Linked DNA regions of Mus musculus: region 2 is linked to region 1. The links are chromatin contacts, called in public Hi-C maps. All regions are on one chromosome and are shown on one strand. Each heading gives the region's core, a stretch centred on a gene start, on an enhancer-like site or on the middle of the called end of the contact. The rest is flanking DNA. Distances are from core to core; before and after follow the strand shown. Region 1 overlaps Gucy2c (guanylate cyclase 2c). Region 2 holds the start of Arhgdib (Rho, GDP dissociation inhibitor (GDI) beta).

Region 1 (7,466 bases), core at 604-3,103:
GTGCATTAGCGGGGCCACAGCACAAATGCGTCCCAGAGCCCCGCCTGGTGAAATGAAGCCCGAGGACAGGAGAGGGAAGAGCCCTTTTGAAAAACATTTTTTGATTAATCTTTTATTGGTGCTATGCATCCAGCATCTGCAGGCTCTGCTCCTCCCCTCCCCTCCCCTCCCCTCCCCTCCCCTCCCCTCCCCTCCCCTCCCCTCCCCTCCCCTCTCTCCTCTTCCTAAGTAGCTCAGAGTTGCCCTAAAACTTATGATCCCCCTGTGTGCTAGAATTATAGGTACATGCCACTAGGCACAGCCATGTAGCTCCTTATTTCTAACCAAAACCACTACTGTCATAGGAACATTAAGTGGTTTCCAACACATAATTTGAAGGGAGATAAGCCTACATGATATTCTCTAGATCTGTGTGTCTAAAGAGGTTCTATGCAGAAAGAAAGAGATGGCTATGTTTAAATGCTGGATGCATACTGTAAGAAAGCCAATTAGAATATTAAACCACAGTGCTGTATACTATTCCTCTCCAAGATTTCTATTATTGAGGGAAAGCAATAACTTGACTGTGTTAGAGTGAATGAATCTTGTGTGTGTGTGTGTGTGTGTGTGTGTGTGCGCGCGCGCATAGTTTGAGTAGAAGTCTTCCATTCACAGATTTTCAGAACAACAAGTGGAGTTCAGGAAAATGGGAGTGTAATCCGAGGAAACACTGGAGGGACGTCCAAGGACGTAAGGGACAAGTTCAGTGTCAGAAGCCACAGCAGTAAAAACCCTCGCAGGCTCATTCTGGCTCACGTGTGTGCAGAGCTTCCCCACCTGGCAGGAAGTAAGTACGCTCCATGAAAGGATGACTCAAAGTGAGAAGCAAAATGTGTAAGGAGCTGGAAGACAAAGGGATATGGTAAAAAGGACAAGGAGAGAGGAGAGAGTTGCATGAGAGAGGGGAGGGGAGGGAGGGAGGGAGGGGAGGGAGGGAGAGAGAGAGAGAGAGAGAGAGAGAGAGAGAGAGAGAGAGAGAGAGAGAGAGAGCACGCGCAAACAAATGCTCAAATAGGGAAAGTGTTCAAATTTTTTTTTTTTTTTAAAGACTGGAGGTCACTTCCAAGTACTTAATGAAATTACTCCAAGAAAAGATGAACAGATTTCTCATTAAAGTTCCACTCCCTCCCCCTCCACCCCCAGGAGTCTCTAACACAGCATGGGGGGACACTCAAGACCCTTGAAGGCACAGCTCGGTTGTCTACCAGCCAGCCTGTACCCACCATGAGTAAATTATTGATTTTTAAATGGCTGAAAGCTTTGAATAAAAGTTTGATCCTCTTTATTTTACCGAGACAAGAAAAAGATGCCCCAATATGAAAATATACTAAGACCCTCCTCTACTGTAAACTTATCACACATCTTGTAATGTTTTTGTTTAATCATACTGTATCCTAAACTTTTCTCATGTTCTCTCTCTCTCTTCCTTCTTCCTCCCCCACCCGCTGACCCTCTGTTGCCCCCAGTCCCTCGCCCCGCCACGCCCCATCCCTCCCCTGCTCCGTCCCAAGCAGAAGCTTAGCATGCGATAAAACTGTAGCACATTTCCATGAGGGCTGCTTGGCAAGCTTTGCCCTGGGGTTGCCTGTCACCTGGCTTTCTAAGTGACTTTGTTTCGCCTCTCACCTAGGCAGGAAAGTGCTCCCACCTCAGGGCTCATGCCATCATGACATCGTGACGTCATGTCATGACCATCATGAGACTGTCATGAAGTCATGTCGTGACCACATTTCTTTTGATGGATACAGTACTTCCACCATGCCTACCACCATCACACACTGCCACCGTAACACACCCCTAGCCCCAGACAAAGAGGAAGTCTGTAGAAAAAATACAACTCCACACTGTGGCATCATACACCCCCATGCCAGAGCATGAGTCTGAGCCACTCAGGTCATTTCAGTCCCTACCTGCCTACATAATGAGCACCCCCTGTGCTAGACATAATGACCATAATTAGATATTTAAACATGCTATTTAAATGAAATCAGTTCATTGTTGTTTAGACAGGGTCATACTCAGTAGTCCAGGCTGGCCTGGATCTCATTTTGTGGCCGAGGATTGCCTCAACTCATGGTAATATTCCCTTCGGTATTCCCAACACTGTGATTACAGATGTGAGCCACCTGGCTAAATGCAGTTGTTTAAAATTCAACCGCATTTTCATTTTGCTTCTCTGTTAAGTCAGGTTCAGGCTACTTCTAAGGCAAACCATCTGTGCCCTCTAGTGGCTATTCTGGTTGTTGCATTCTGCCGGCTTCTCAAAGAATGTACAGTGAACAGCAGGGTGATTTCTAAGTCCTAGGACAGTAGGGCTGGAGGGAACTCGGTAAACAGGCTGCTTTGCTAGAGGAGAAAGCTTTTAGTTGTAATCAAAGCAAACTGACTCATGTTAACGCAATTGTCTTTGGCTATGCTACCCTGGACCTGCCTTTTCATCTAAATTAATGGTTTTAGTGCTGGGTCCAGTGTGTGTGTGTGTGTGTGTGTGTGTTTGTGTGTGTGTGTGTGTGTAATTAATATAATATAATATATCACTATATTATATTTAATAATATTATATAACATTATATATTCTTATGATATTAATGTTACAATATATATTGTAGATTATATAGAATAAATTACATATTGAATGTATTGAATATATTGAATAATTGAATACATAATTATTCAATTATTCCAGTGCAGTATGCTTCAGCAACAGGTATCAGTGACTATTAGACCCCAATCTTGTACAGTATGTTGTAAAAAGACACATGAACAAGCAAATGTGGCGTGAGTACCGTGCAGGCGTCACACAGGGCTAGACAGATCCTTTCCTGAGGTGCTGAGCAAAGCTGAGGAGAGGTGAGATCCAGCAAATATTCCTTGCTTAAAACATTGAGTCTGTAGCAGTAACAGGATAAAGTACACATTTTTATGTCTATTCAATTTTGCTGATTTTCTGACTTTGTTTTCTAGGGGGTCCCGCTTATATGGAAACCATCTTCAAGACAGGGTTCGAATGTGGATGGGTCTAACCAGAACTCACTGGGCTTGTAAAACCCAGCCACAAACCTGGAGAGTCTAGGCAAGATGAGAAGAAAAGATAAACAAGCTAACTGCCTACAGCTTGCGCGGAAACCACATCGAGAGAAGGAAACTCAGCAAGAACGGCTTACCCAGCCCAGGAACGTCATTGGGGAGCTTGTGGTTCTTCCAGATGAAGTTGGGGTTCTCAGCCACCGGAATAGTTTTGTTTTTGTGGGTGTCATACTTCATAAGAACCTTGTACTGTGTTGGAGCCATAAACAAAGGCAAAAAGAAAAGAAAATCATGAGAACATTTTAGAGCAATGTGTGATGAGGCTGACTGTGTGTGTGTGTGTGGCTTTGGGGACGTGATCTCGATCTCTTAATCCTCCTGCCTCAGCTTCCCAAATTTTGGGATTACAGATATGAGCCATCATTACCAGTTGTTAATTAAGCCTCTATGAATAAAGCCTTCACGTGACGTTATCTGCTAATGGAAACATTATTACAGGCTATCTTTGAATTAGTGCTCTAGGTATTGACAATGCTGTGTGCAATATGTTTGAAACAGGGCTACCTTCTACAGTCACTATCCTTCCCTCAAAATATTCTCCATGGGAAATTTACATTTAGAGACTTGAGTCTGAAGGATAGAACCTATAGTTGCATATATAGAAGGTCAAAATTAGCCTGTATGCTAGGGTGTGGCTTATCAACTCTCTATTGATACCTACCCTGAGTATAGACTAGTATTCTGATAGCTCCATGTTTTGAGAGCTAATTGCTAGGTTCTCCCCAATACACACACTATGTACTGAGGTTGGAAGCAGTCAAATGCTGAGAAGTTTGACCAAATTTGTTTTGGGAGACCTGTGTAGGGAACAGTGGAAGTGTGGTGAGGAAAGGTCTCTCACACACGTCTTTGTGTCTCTTCCGAGGACAGTAGGGTCTTCATCTCTTTGGATGAGCATGTGGGTCTCTTTGTGTGGTTCCTGTTAGTAACTGAAGCATTTGGGGGATATGACACAAAAATTTTCCATGGCATGTGTATCAACTTTATATTCCTCTTAAAGTTTCTCCCTCCCTCCCTCCCTCCCTCCCTCCCTCCCTCCCTCCCTCCCTCCCTCCCTCCCTCCCTTCCTTCCTTCCTTCCTTCCTTCCTTCTTTCCTTCTCTCCCTGCCTTCCCTCCCTCCCTTCTCTTTTTCCCTCTTCCTTCCTTTCTTTCTTTTTTCTTTTTTTCTTTCTGTGTCTCTGCCTCTTTGCCTGTCTCTCTCTCCCTCTCTCCTTCCCTCCCTCCCTCTCTCCCTCCTTCCCTCCCTCCCTCTCTCCCTCCTTCCCTCCCTCCCTCTCTTTCTCTCTCTCCCCTTCTCTCTCTCTCTCTCTCTTCTTTTTTTCTATTTGGGAGGTGGGTATACATATCATTCATGTGGTGGTCAGGGGACAATTTTCAGGAATCCAATCTCTCCTTCTACCACGTGAGTCTTGGGGATCAAACTCAGGCTGTCTGTTTTAGAGTTGAGCACCCTTACCCACTGAGCCATCTCACTGGCCCCCAAATATAGTATTTCATTAAAGGTCCAATATAGTAACAAAAACTATAGATTCTGAAATGCTGTCTCAAATTTCTGGTGTCACTTTCTCAGGATGGGCATCTTTTCTGTAATTTTTTACATTTGCCATTGTAGATGTCTCTCAAAAGGCAGTGTCAATATATATAGACCTATGCATATATTATGACTTATTTATATTAATTATGTGTATGTATGTTATGATTTAAGCTTGCCCTAAGGTCCACTCTGGAACATTTACAAATGAATACTATTTCCTTCTAGATGTCCACTTTTTCTCTTGTAGGAAAAAGGTCTTTACTTGTCACTTGGCTGGCTGAAACAGTGGCTTTCATGGTTTAGACGGACACAGCTCCGGAAGGCATACAGGAAGCGGTTCCACTTTTAAATTCAGCCGTGAACTCTATACCAGACAGGAAGCTTCTTGTGGGAGATATGGTGAGAGAGTAGACCCTCTCCCCTCTTTAGAGGCTGCTGTCTTAGGGTAACTATTGCTGCACTGACACACATGTCCAAGGCAACTCAGGGAGGAAACACTTATGCTTCATCATCAGGGTTTCTCATCAGAGGAAGTCGGGGCAGGAACTACAACCAGACAGGAGCCTGGAGGCAGGAGCTGACACAGAGGCCATGCTTACTAGCTAGTAGTTCCCCTTGGCTTTCTTATAGAACCGTGAGCCAAAATGTCCAGCGGTGATCCCATCCATAATGGGCTGGGCCCTCCCTCCTTAATCACTGATTTTAAAAAATGTTCTACAGGCCTGCCTACAACCTCTTAATCGAGGTTCCCTCTTCTCCGATGACCATAGCTTGTGTCAAGTTGACATAAAACCAGCCATCACAGGCTCTTCCATAATAATGAAGTGGTACCAGGGCCTGGGGTATTGCTGTGATAGGCCTGACCATGCTTTTGTCTGGAAGAATGTGGATTTTTGAGACTTTGGGTTTGGAAAGTAGTGGAATGTTTTTAGTGCGGTGTAGTGGGCCATTCTAGTAAGAATGTGCAAGACTTTGCTGCTGAGATTGATTTGAACTGTGCAGGCCGGGCCCAGGAGGGTTCATTGGAGAAGAATTTCAATATGTGGCCTAGAGACTGCTTTTGTGGTATTTGGTGACGATTGTGGCTGCTTTTTGCCCTTGTCTAAAGAGTCTATCTGAGTCTAAGATAAGGAGACTTATATTAATTGCATTGACAGAGACTTTGCTCTTTGGTTAAGTCTCCTGAAGTTTTGAACAAGCATAGCAAGCTTAGAAAGGAAAAAATACAAAATATATGGTTAAAGTATTAAAGGGGCACCAGGAAGTGAAATGGGCCTGAATCCTATGTTCTAGGAGATAGCAGATTAAGGGATTTGGGAGTAAGAACCCATCCAGCTAAATTTAAATCCAGGCATGGTGGTACACACCTTTAATCCCAGAAGACAAAGCCAAACAGATCTCTGAGTTTAAGGCTAACCTGGGATAAAAGAAAAGCTTAAATCCAGGCATGGTGGTACACACCTTTAATTAGAGTATTACAGGAGAAAGCCATGCAGATCTCTGAGTTCAAGGTCAATCTACAGAGCAAATGCCAGGACAGACAAGCTTAGGCAGAAGAGTTGGAAAACAGGAAGCTGGTAGTAGAGTAAGGAGGGGGCCATGCATGTTCCAGCCCCAGCAAACATCAAAACATGGTAGCTTTGGCTATGTGGCTCTGGCTTTAGAGTGAAAAATAGAAGGGATTCCTGGGACAATTGATGCTGGTTAGTTGGAGCTAAGAAATTTGTGGTGATTAAGAAGATACCAGCATTACTCAGGTGAAATCTTCTGGGAAGTGTTTTCTGAGAGCACAAAGAAGCCATGTTCCAGAGATAGCCAAGGTTGTATTTCATGCTGCAGCTGTACTTGGTAATGTGTAAGAGTCACGCAGGTGGTACTGGTTTTGAGGCATGAAGGAGTCATGAAGAACAGCTGAGGCTTGGCACAGTGAGAGGACAGAGAAGGCCATTGATGAAGGGGCAGCCTCAGTTGTAGTTGGTGGCCTTCATGACTGAAGGGGTCATGCAAAGGTTTTGATGCTTGGCACCATGAAGAGAGCCTATGAGAGGTTATTTGTGAAGCCTAGTAACAGCAGAAGATCCCAATGTATTAGAGATGCTAGTACCATGGGATGATCACCAAGAACAGCAGCAGCAGTGGAGTGGATCAACCTGAGGTTAGAGTACTACAGAGGGCAGAGCTGGAGAAATGATGCCAGCCCTTTGGAGGAGCCTAGAAGATCATGTGTGGATGCCAGACATTGAAACAAGCTGTAACATTGAAGTTGTCTTGGAGACCCCAGATGCCAGAGCCATGGAGTATCTCCTGAGGAATACTGCTAACAGGGAGTGGAACCAGCCCAGGCAAAGAAGTTTGTTGCATTCAACAAAGATGAAAAAGGAGTTGGAGATATGAAAACTGCTTTGACATCAGGCATGGAGATGCAGAGTTTGGAGTTTGCCCGGCTGGTTCCTGTCTTCATTCAGGAATTACAGTTAAGTGATTGGATGGACCTCAGAAGAGTCTGAACTTTGGACGTTTAACCTTATTGATGTGCTATAGACTACGGGGACTTTGGAAGTTGAACTAAATGTACTTTTTGCTATGGCTAGATATGGTTCCCGTAAACTCATGTGTTTGAACAAGCCTATGGGGACCAGGGAGTGGAATGTCATGCTTTGAATATACTTGGCCCAGGGAGTGGCACTATTTGGAGGTATGGTCTTGTTGGCAAAGGTGTGTCACTGTGGGTATGGGTTTTAAGACCCTCATCCTATCTCCTTGGGAACCGGTATTCTGCTAGCAGCCTTCAGATGAAGATGTAGA
Region 2 (7,411 bases), core at 1,306-3,805, 200 kb after region 1:
ATGACGCAACGAAGGGGACATGGTTCTAGAAAATCTCCCTCTCCTCCCTCTCCCTCTCCCTCTCCCTCTCCCTCTCCCTCTCCCTCTCCCTCTCCCTCTCCTCCCTCTCCCTCTCCCTCTCCCTCTCCCTCTCCCTCTCCCTCTCCCTCTCCCTCTCCCTCTCCCTCTCCCTCCCCCTTCTCCCCCCCATTTAAAAAATGCCTCCCCCCCACCTTTTTAAAAGACGGGGTCTCACTCTGTATCCTTGGCTGACCTGGAACTCACAGAGATGCCCTGCCTTTCAAATGCTGGAATTAAAGTCGGGCCTCACCACTCCCACTGAGGACCACAGACTCTTCTTTCCTGCCTATGCATTCCAAGCGCGCTCTTCCAGCTCTGTTTTTCGGTGCAGAAAGAGATAAGAGTACGAATCACTATGTTCCCCCCCCCCCCACACACACACACACTGCGTGACGTTCCTCTTTCACAAATACCACTTTAAATAATCTTAAAAGACAGCTGCACTCTGGAAGCCATGACTAGGCAAAAAACTAGACACAGTCACCAAGGTTCTAAATTAATGTGAGACGTCAAAGACAATTTCATGGACACTCGAACTTAGATTATTAGACCCCCGAGGAATCCCCTGTGGAGTTTTAGTCAGCTTGGGTTGAGGAAACCAGAATATTATCAATAAAGGGCAACCTGGTAAGATCTTATTGTATGGATGAAAGTACCAGTGATTTTTCAGGAGCAATCAAGACCCGAGGCCTGCAAAACTCTACCTGGGACTCAACCCACCATCCACCAATGTAGTCCATCTCAGCAGCGAGGCTGCTGTGCAAACAAAGACATTCCACATGTGGGATTAGAGAAATCTTCTTCCACAGACAATGTCTAAGGCTATCAACTCTTTTACTGTACCACTATATGAACTGCTGAACACTTCCTTAATATTCTTCTCCATTCTCTCAGTATGAAAATCGTGAGTTTCTCAATACCAGGCTTGGCACACCAGAGGGCTCTGAGCCAACCCTGGCTGTCTTTTCTCTCTGCTTAGTTTTCACCCCACAGGGCTTCTTCTCCCTTCCTGTTAGCTCAAGTTTGTCACGGATCATATTCCCGTAAATTCCCCTCAGAGTAACTCTGCTGTTCTGAGCTTCCAGTGGAAACCAAACTGTGCGCGGCTGAGCAAAGCCTGTCTCCCTGGGACAGACCCACACTCTCCAAAATGGTGAAGGACCAAATTCCGAGGGCAAGAAGATGCCCATGAGGTTTAGGCCGGCTAGTCATGGTTGTTTCTCACTGGCAGAGTGTGGGCCACGTGGAAGGAGAGTTGATCATGTTCTATCAGAAACCTGAAGGACTCACAAAAGAATAAGCTCATTTTGTCAGTAAACTTGCACTGTGTTTGAAACGGGCAGGGGTACACTCTTAGAAATGCCACAGAGAGAAATGGCACCTGTTGGTGACAAATTCCCAGCCAGCAGGTCACCGCTGATCTCTTCTTGAGTTCTCATGTGGGGAACCCAGTGTGCTAAGCCTGACTTCAGAAGGCTCTTAGTGTCTTTGTGAAGGGGTGGTTTGGGGGCCTTCCTGTAAGAGTCTGACTCCCTCACCGCCTAGTGAAAAACTACTCAGAGCTTCTCAGACCCATGCTACAGTTACCCAAAATGGGGCATTTAGCACTTGCTGACTGGAAAACCTGAGAAAGAGAGGAGAGCATACCAAGTGATGCCTAGAGCCCTTCTAGCAAGGCCAAAGTTCAGACCACGACAGCTGGAAGGCCCACCGACCACGTTTATAGCTGGGCCCACGCAGACTCTCCTAGTGCCTCTCCCACAGTTTTCTCCACATCTTCTGGGTCTGCATCAGTTCCCCTTGATGTGGAGGGCTGCTTTGTTTTTTGGCAGTCACAGTGAATATCTTCCTGCCCAGCCCACTGCAGGAATTTAATTCCCCTGGTTTTTGCTAAGGGCTTAGCATTTGACAGCTCTGCACCATATTTTCTCTCCTTTCAAACAGTCTCTTTAAAGTGTGCTCAAAAACAGGAAACCACACATCTCCACCCCAGCACAAGCCGCCATCCACAGCACAGTCAGTATCAGAGGTAGGGTTTTCCTTTTCCTGAGCGCAGCCAAATTCCAGCTCCTGCCTAGCAAGGAAACCACCCAGTGCTGCCCCCCACTCCGCCCCCATTCCAGGTATCCCCAGAGCCCTTCTCTAGAACATTCTGGTAGCAGGGTACTCTCTCCTACCTCCTTCAGCTTGTCTCCCCTTCTCAGGGCTGACTTCCCCTTTTCTGCTCCAGCAATCTCTTTAGCACTTTCTTATCATGAAGTTCGGTTTAAAGAACCGCCCTTCCTAAGAACAGCAACAGCTCCTCTGGCAAGGGCAGTAGGGTGGTTCTGAGATTTCCTACAGGACTCTGCGCCCACCTGCAGCCTCCCCACCTCAGGCATTCAACTTACATTCCAGGCTCCAGTCGGCCCTGTGTCTCTGGAGGTTACCTCTGTCTCTCAACTCTGACTGAGGACTGGCAGAACAGGAAGGAAGTTGAGAGAGAGAGAGAGAGAGAGAGAGAGAGAGAGAGAGAGAGAGAGAGAGAAGAGGAAAAAATGTTTTAAACCTACTTGACAAGGAAACCCTGGGCTGTCTCGATATCCTGCTCTGCCTATCTTCCGATCAGCCGTCTGAGCAGCATTCTTGACAATTAATGACACATGTGGAGCAAACCAGCCCATGTGACATAGATGCATGAGTGTGCATGCTGGGGGAGGGTCCCTGTAGCTGTGTGTGCTTTCAATGACTGGGTGTGCGTGTCTAAAAGCCATAATCTCGGGGAGAGACATAGGGCCCCTAAACAGAAGTAATAGGCTTTATTGTGTACTACAAACTTCTGCTCCTCTAAGGCTCCTGTCAGCTTTCTTTTATTTATAATTCATTTATTTATAGTAAGACAACTTGCTGGTAGGAAATGAGGAGTAGAAATTATGAATGTTAAATGTATATACTGGGTGCTCAATTTAAATAATTTGTCTTCAGACAGAGGGTTTTTTTTTTGAGCTTTATTTATTGGTCCTCATTTGAAGATGTTGCTGTGTATTATTGCACCACAAGCCTTCAAACGAAATAAACAAAAGTAAAAACAAAAGCAAGAACAAACACTGTTGGTTATATCTAGGAATGTAGATTGTAAATGCAGCTTCATTAATTCCTCATCTAACGCAGAAATCTGTGACAATCACATGGATGCTAAAATTGACTTTGCAGCTATTTGAGGAGTGGCTTGTGAATAAATTTAAATGAGAACAAGCTGCCAACACTGTGTGCAGTCCCGTTGGAGACAGGGCTGCGGTGTCTGCGTTTCGATGCTTTCTCTAACTTGCTCCTAAGCTGCGGTCAACAAGGCATGCTCGTTTATACTAACATTTCAATAATCAGTATTTGTATTAATATGCGTAGTGACTGCTACCTCAACCAAGGCACTTGGGGAAAATGGCACTTTTCCTCTCTTCATCCAAATAGGCTGCATGCTCTTCAGTTATTTTGAACGTCGCTGTGAGTTGTGTCTGGTGCTGAGATGTATTCAAATGCTAAGTACTGGCCACCAAGATCTGGTTGTCCCCCAACATCTTCAGTAGACCAAGTGATGCTATGTAAATCTCATTCCCCAATTGAAAACTATTGGCTAGATAAAAGTGGTTACAGCCAATTACCAGGTAGAATAGAGGCAAGTGGGTTTTCAGTTACCAGGATGAGGGTCGCAGGTAGGGACCATGGGAAAAAAGAGAGAAGGAGAGGAAGAAGAGAGGACGAGGAAGGAGAAAGGAAAGAAAGAAAACAGGAGGTCTCCATTAGACATGATGAACCAGGAGTATGTGGCCGTGAAATGCCCCGCCCACCAGGATAGACTGATGGAGCAGAAATAACCTGGGATGTGTGTGGGGGGCGATGGGGGAAGACTCAAACATCAACTACTTGTGGAATCACAGTTTGGAAAGTAGATAGTCCAGTGTATAGAAAAATAGATTAGATGTGACCCCACCCACCCACCCAATAATTGTGCTAAGCTGATTAAATAAACTCATAGGACTTTGCCTTGATTATTTGGGGGCTGTCTGAGTCATATTAATAGACAATAGAATTTAATAAAATTAATTGAGAGACTACATTATGCCCTTAGAGTAAGGAGAACTGGAGTGATCCTGAGACTGGCAGTCATATGGTCAGACATGGGCTTCTGACCTAGGGAACATATAAGAAGGAAATGAGGGAGCATTGTGGGCTGTGTGCTGGACAATTTTATGTCAACTTAACACAAGCTATAGTCAGCTGAGAGGAAGGAACCTCACTTGAGAAAAATACCTCTACTTGATAAGAAGGGCCCAGCCCATTGTGGGTGGGGCCACCCCTGGGTTGGTGGTTCTGGGTTCTATAAGAAAGCAGGCTGAGCAAGCCATGAGAATCCAGACAGTAAGCCACACCCTCCAAGGCCTCTGTACCTCTTTCTGACCTGGATCTTGACATGGAGCTCTTGAGGCATAGAGGCCCAGGCAAGGTAGTACATGCCTTTAATCCCAGGAGACTGAGGCAAACAGATCTCTGAGTTCAAGACCAGCCTGGGACAAAGCAAGTTCCAGATCCAGGCATGGTGGCACACACCTTTAATCTGGGCCACAGCTTCTGTTGGAGGCCTACCTAAGGACAGCGGAAGAAGGAAGACTCACTCTTCTTTGCCTGCTTGCACTTGCCAGCTCATCTGTTGGTACCTACTTCTTGAGGATTCCAGCTTATGCAGAAAGCCAGCTGAAACAACTAGCCTCGTGGGATTGAGCAACTACTAGATTTTTGGACTTCCCACTCATAGCTGTCCATTGTTGGGATAGTTCGACTGCAGACTGTAAGTCATTCCAATAAATCCACTTAATATATAGAAACTTTCCATAAGTCCTGTTACTCTGGAGATCCTTGACTAATACACGTCCCAAGTTATTTTGGTCATGATGTTTCATCACAGCAATAGCAACCCTAACTAAGACAGGGTACAAGTCTGAAAACCAGCACGCAGGTGGCTGAGGCAGATCCGAGGTCGGCCAGGGCCACATGGCTATATAGTAAAGCCCTCTCATTAGTGACAGACAAAGAAACAAACAAACAAACAAGCAAAGAAACAGAAAACAGTGCATAATTACACTTAACAAAGTTAATAAAACCGCAAAACAGAGCTATTGTATAAACTGCAAGATAATATGTAGGTAGTTTAAATACAGTGGTCAGTTGTGCTCTAAATAAAAAGGCCCTCTAATTGGAGTTAAGGTCTGCTCAACAGGAGGAGACTAGGCTGCTACTGGAACCCTAGCTAACAACCCAGTGCTAAGAAGTCGTGGTTATAGGTGGAGAATCTACAAACACCACTTGACTAAAAGAGCATAATTCCTGACAGCCATCTGTAAACATTTGCACGTAGTACACCCACAGATAAACGGAGTCCTCACCCGTCATCAAGCAAACTTCTCCTTGCAACAGACAGAGATCACTACAGAAAACCACAGCCCATCAAAATGCAGAGCTGTGGAGCTCAGTCCCGGTGAACACATCTACACAACACCCCCACATCTACGGCTCAGAGGACGCTGCAGAAGAGGCTGTGGAATGATTATAAAAGCCAGGAGGCCTAGTAACCTCAGAACCTGCACCCGTAAAGCCTCACAAATATGACTGCCTGAACGGCAGCCTACCAAGAACACCATCAATGGATGTGCTGAAGTGGACTGGGAAAGGCCCACAAGGCCTCACTCAGCCCCACACAAAGAACTACAGGCAACCAAGGAGAGCTGGAAGCAGGAGAGGTGCTCTTCCCAGAGAACAGCACACTGATTGTCCAGTGTCGAAACAGTTCTGAAAACACAATGCAAGTAACATACGACCGAGCTGTCCATATTTAGGAATATATGTATGCATAACTCCAGCTTTCTGCCCAGATCATGTGAGGGAGCCATTCTGGAAGTGATGAATATAGTCCAGGCTGACACCTTGTTAAAATCTAAGACCCTGAACAGAAGCCACCCAGCTGTGACCTGAACTGACCCTGAGACATCTTCAGAAGAGACAACATCATTATTTCTGTCTTGTCCATTCAAGCTGGGGCTTGTTTGTCACACGGCAGCAGCTAACTAATACACTTACCTCTGGTTCCTTGAATAAACTCATCCCCACACTCGTCTGTATACTGTTTACTCCTTTGCAAGCTCCCGCTCCTCTCGTCTCTTCACCAAAAGTTGTTTTCTAGTGTGGAAAGCGATTTTCTCTGCAGGATGGAGGAGTCTTTCCCTGGATTCCTGTACGCAATTTGTTTCCTGTCTTTATAGATTCCTATCCAAATATTAGGCCAGCAAAGAGGCCCTCTCCAACTACAGGTCTAAAGACTGGAGGGACGGCTCAGTTTTTAAAGGCACTTGTTGTCAAGCCTGACAGTGTGAGTCCCAACCAGACAGCAGAGGAAGAGAATTGACACACACAGGTTGTATACATACTCACACACATGCACACTCTCACACACATATACTCACATGCTCATACACATACATACTCACACACACACACACACACACACATACTCACATGCACACACACACTCACATGCATATACACACACATACTCACATGCACACACACACATACAGGCACATACTCACACATACTCACATACATACTCACATGCACACACACACACACACACATACTCACAGGCACATACTCACACATACTCACATACATACTCACATGCACACACACACACACATACTCACAGGCACATACTCACACATACTCACATGCACATACACACTCACATGCACATACATACATACTCACATACACATTCACACTCACATACATGGATGCACACACATGGATGCACACACTCACACTCTCTCACACACACATACACACACACACACACACACACACACACACATGCCATAGCACACACACATGCACAGTTCTCCTCCCAAATAAATGAAATAGAAAATTAAAACTGTGCCCTCTTTGTACATTTACCCAGTTTATTATCATTTCTCCTTGAGAGTGAGAGCTCTCCTGCAACAATGATTTTGTTCTATCCTTTATCAGGGGCCGGAACACTGCTCACACTCATCATAGGCTATCAACAAACATGGCAGAATGAGTGTTAGAGAATAATACACTGGGGAACAGGATCTCTGAAAGCAGAAGTTGTAGGTAGCAGCTAGGGGAAGAGGAGGGGCCCTGGAGAGGGCAGGATGGCTTCAGAGAAGCAAAGGGAGAAGTGAGGCCGGGCAGCCATGCCAGCGAACCAGATCGCCCACACTCAAGCTTGAACAAACATTCATTTGATTGCTTCTGTGTTGATGTTTCTTTATCTTCTTGTTAAATCCTTTAGGACCTTTTC

What was found. A called contact is a pair of places that touch in the nucleus more often than the background predicts.
Region 2: a Hi-C map of DN3 thymocytes shows a contact between it and region 1, with 5 times the contacts expected there. The contact joins the promoter of Arhgdib here to the enhancer-like site in region 1. A contact is called at or near these places in 3 of 39 promoter capture datasets (embryonic stem cells, hematopoietic stem and progenitor cells and pre-B cells), 1 of 484 Hi-C or Micro-C datasets (DN3 thymocytes), 2 of 115 datasets of contacts at active chromatin or transcription factors (memory CD8 T cells and regulatory T cell precursor) and 1 of 9 other capture datasets (liver).

Annotation. Positions count from the first base shown.
Region 1 is chr6:136,740,713-136,748,178 of GRCm38.p6, forward strand. Gucy2c (guanylate cyclase 2c) reads right to left here. Exons shown (of 27, transcript NM_001127318.1): 10 at 3,204-3,315. Among named protein-coding and RNA genes, the nearest start is that of Gucy2c, 37 kb to the right of the region's middle. Within about 2 kb of position 1,854, at least 61 of the 459 cell types and tissues checked have an H3K27ac peak or open chromatin away from gene starts, as enhancers often do. A contact at or near this core is called in DN3 thymocytes, hematopoietic stem and progenitor cells, memory CD8 T cells and 1 more, where this site is marked.
Region 2 is chr6:136,939,201-136,946,611 of GRCm38.p6, forward strand. It overlaps Arhgdib (Rho, GDP dissociation inhibitor (GDI) beta), which reads right to left and starts at 2,556. Exons shown (of 6, transcript NM_007486.5): 1 at 2,451-2,556.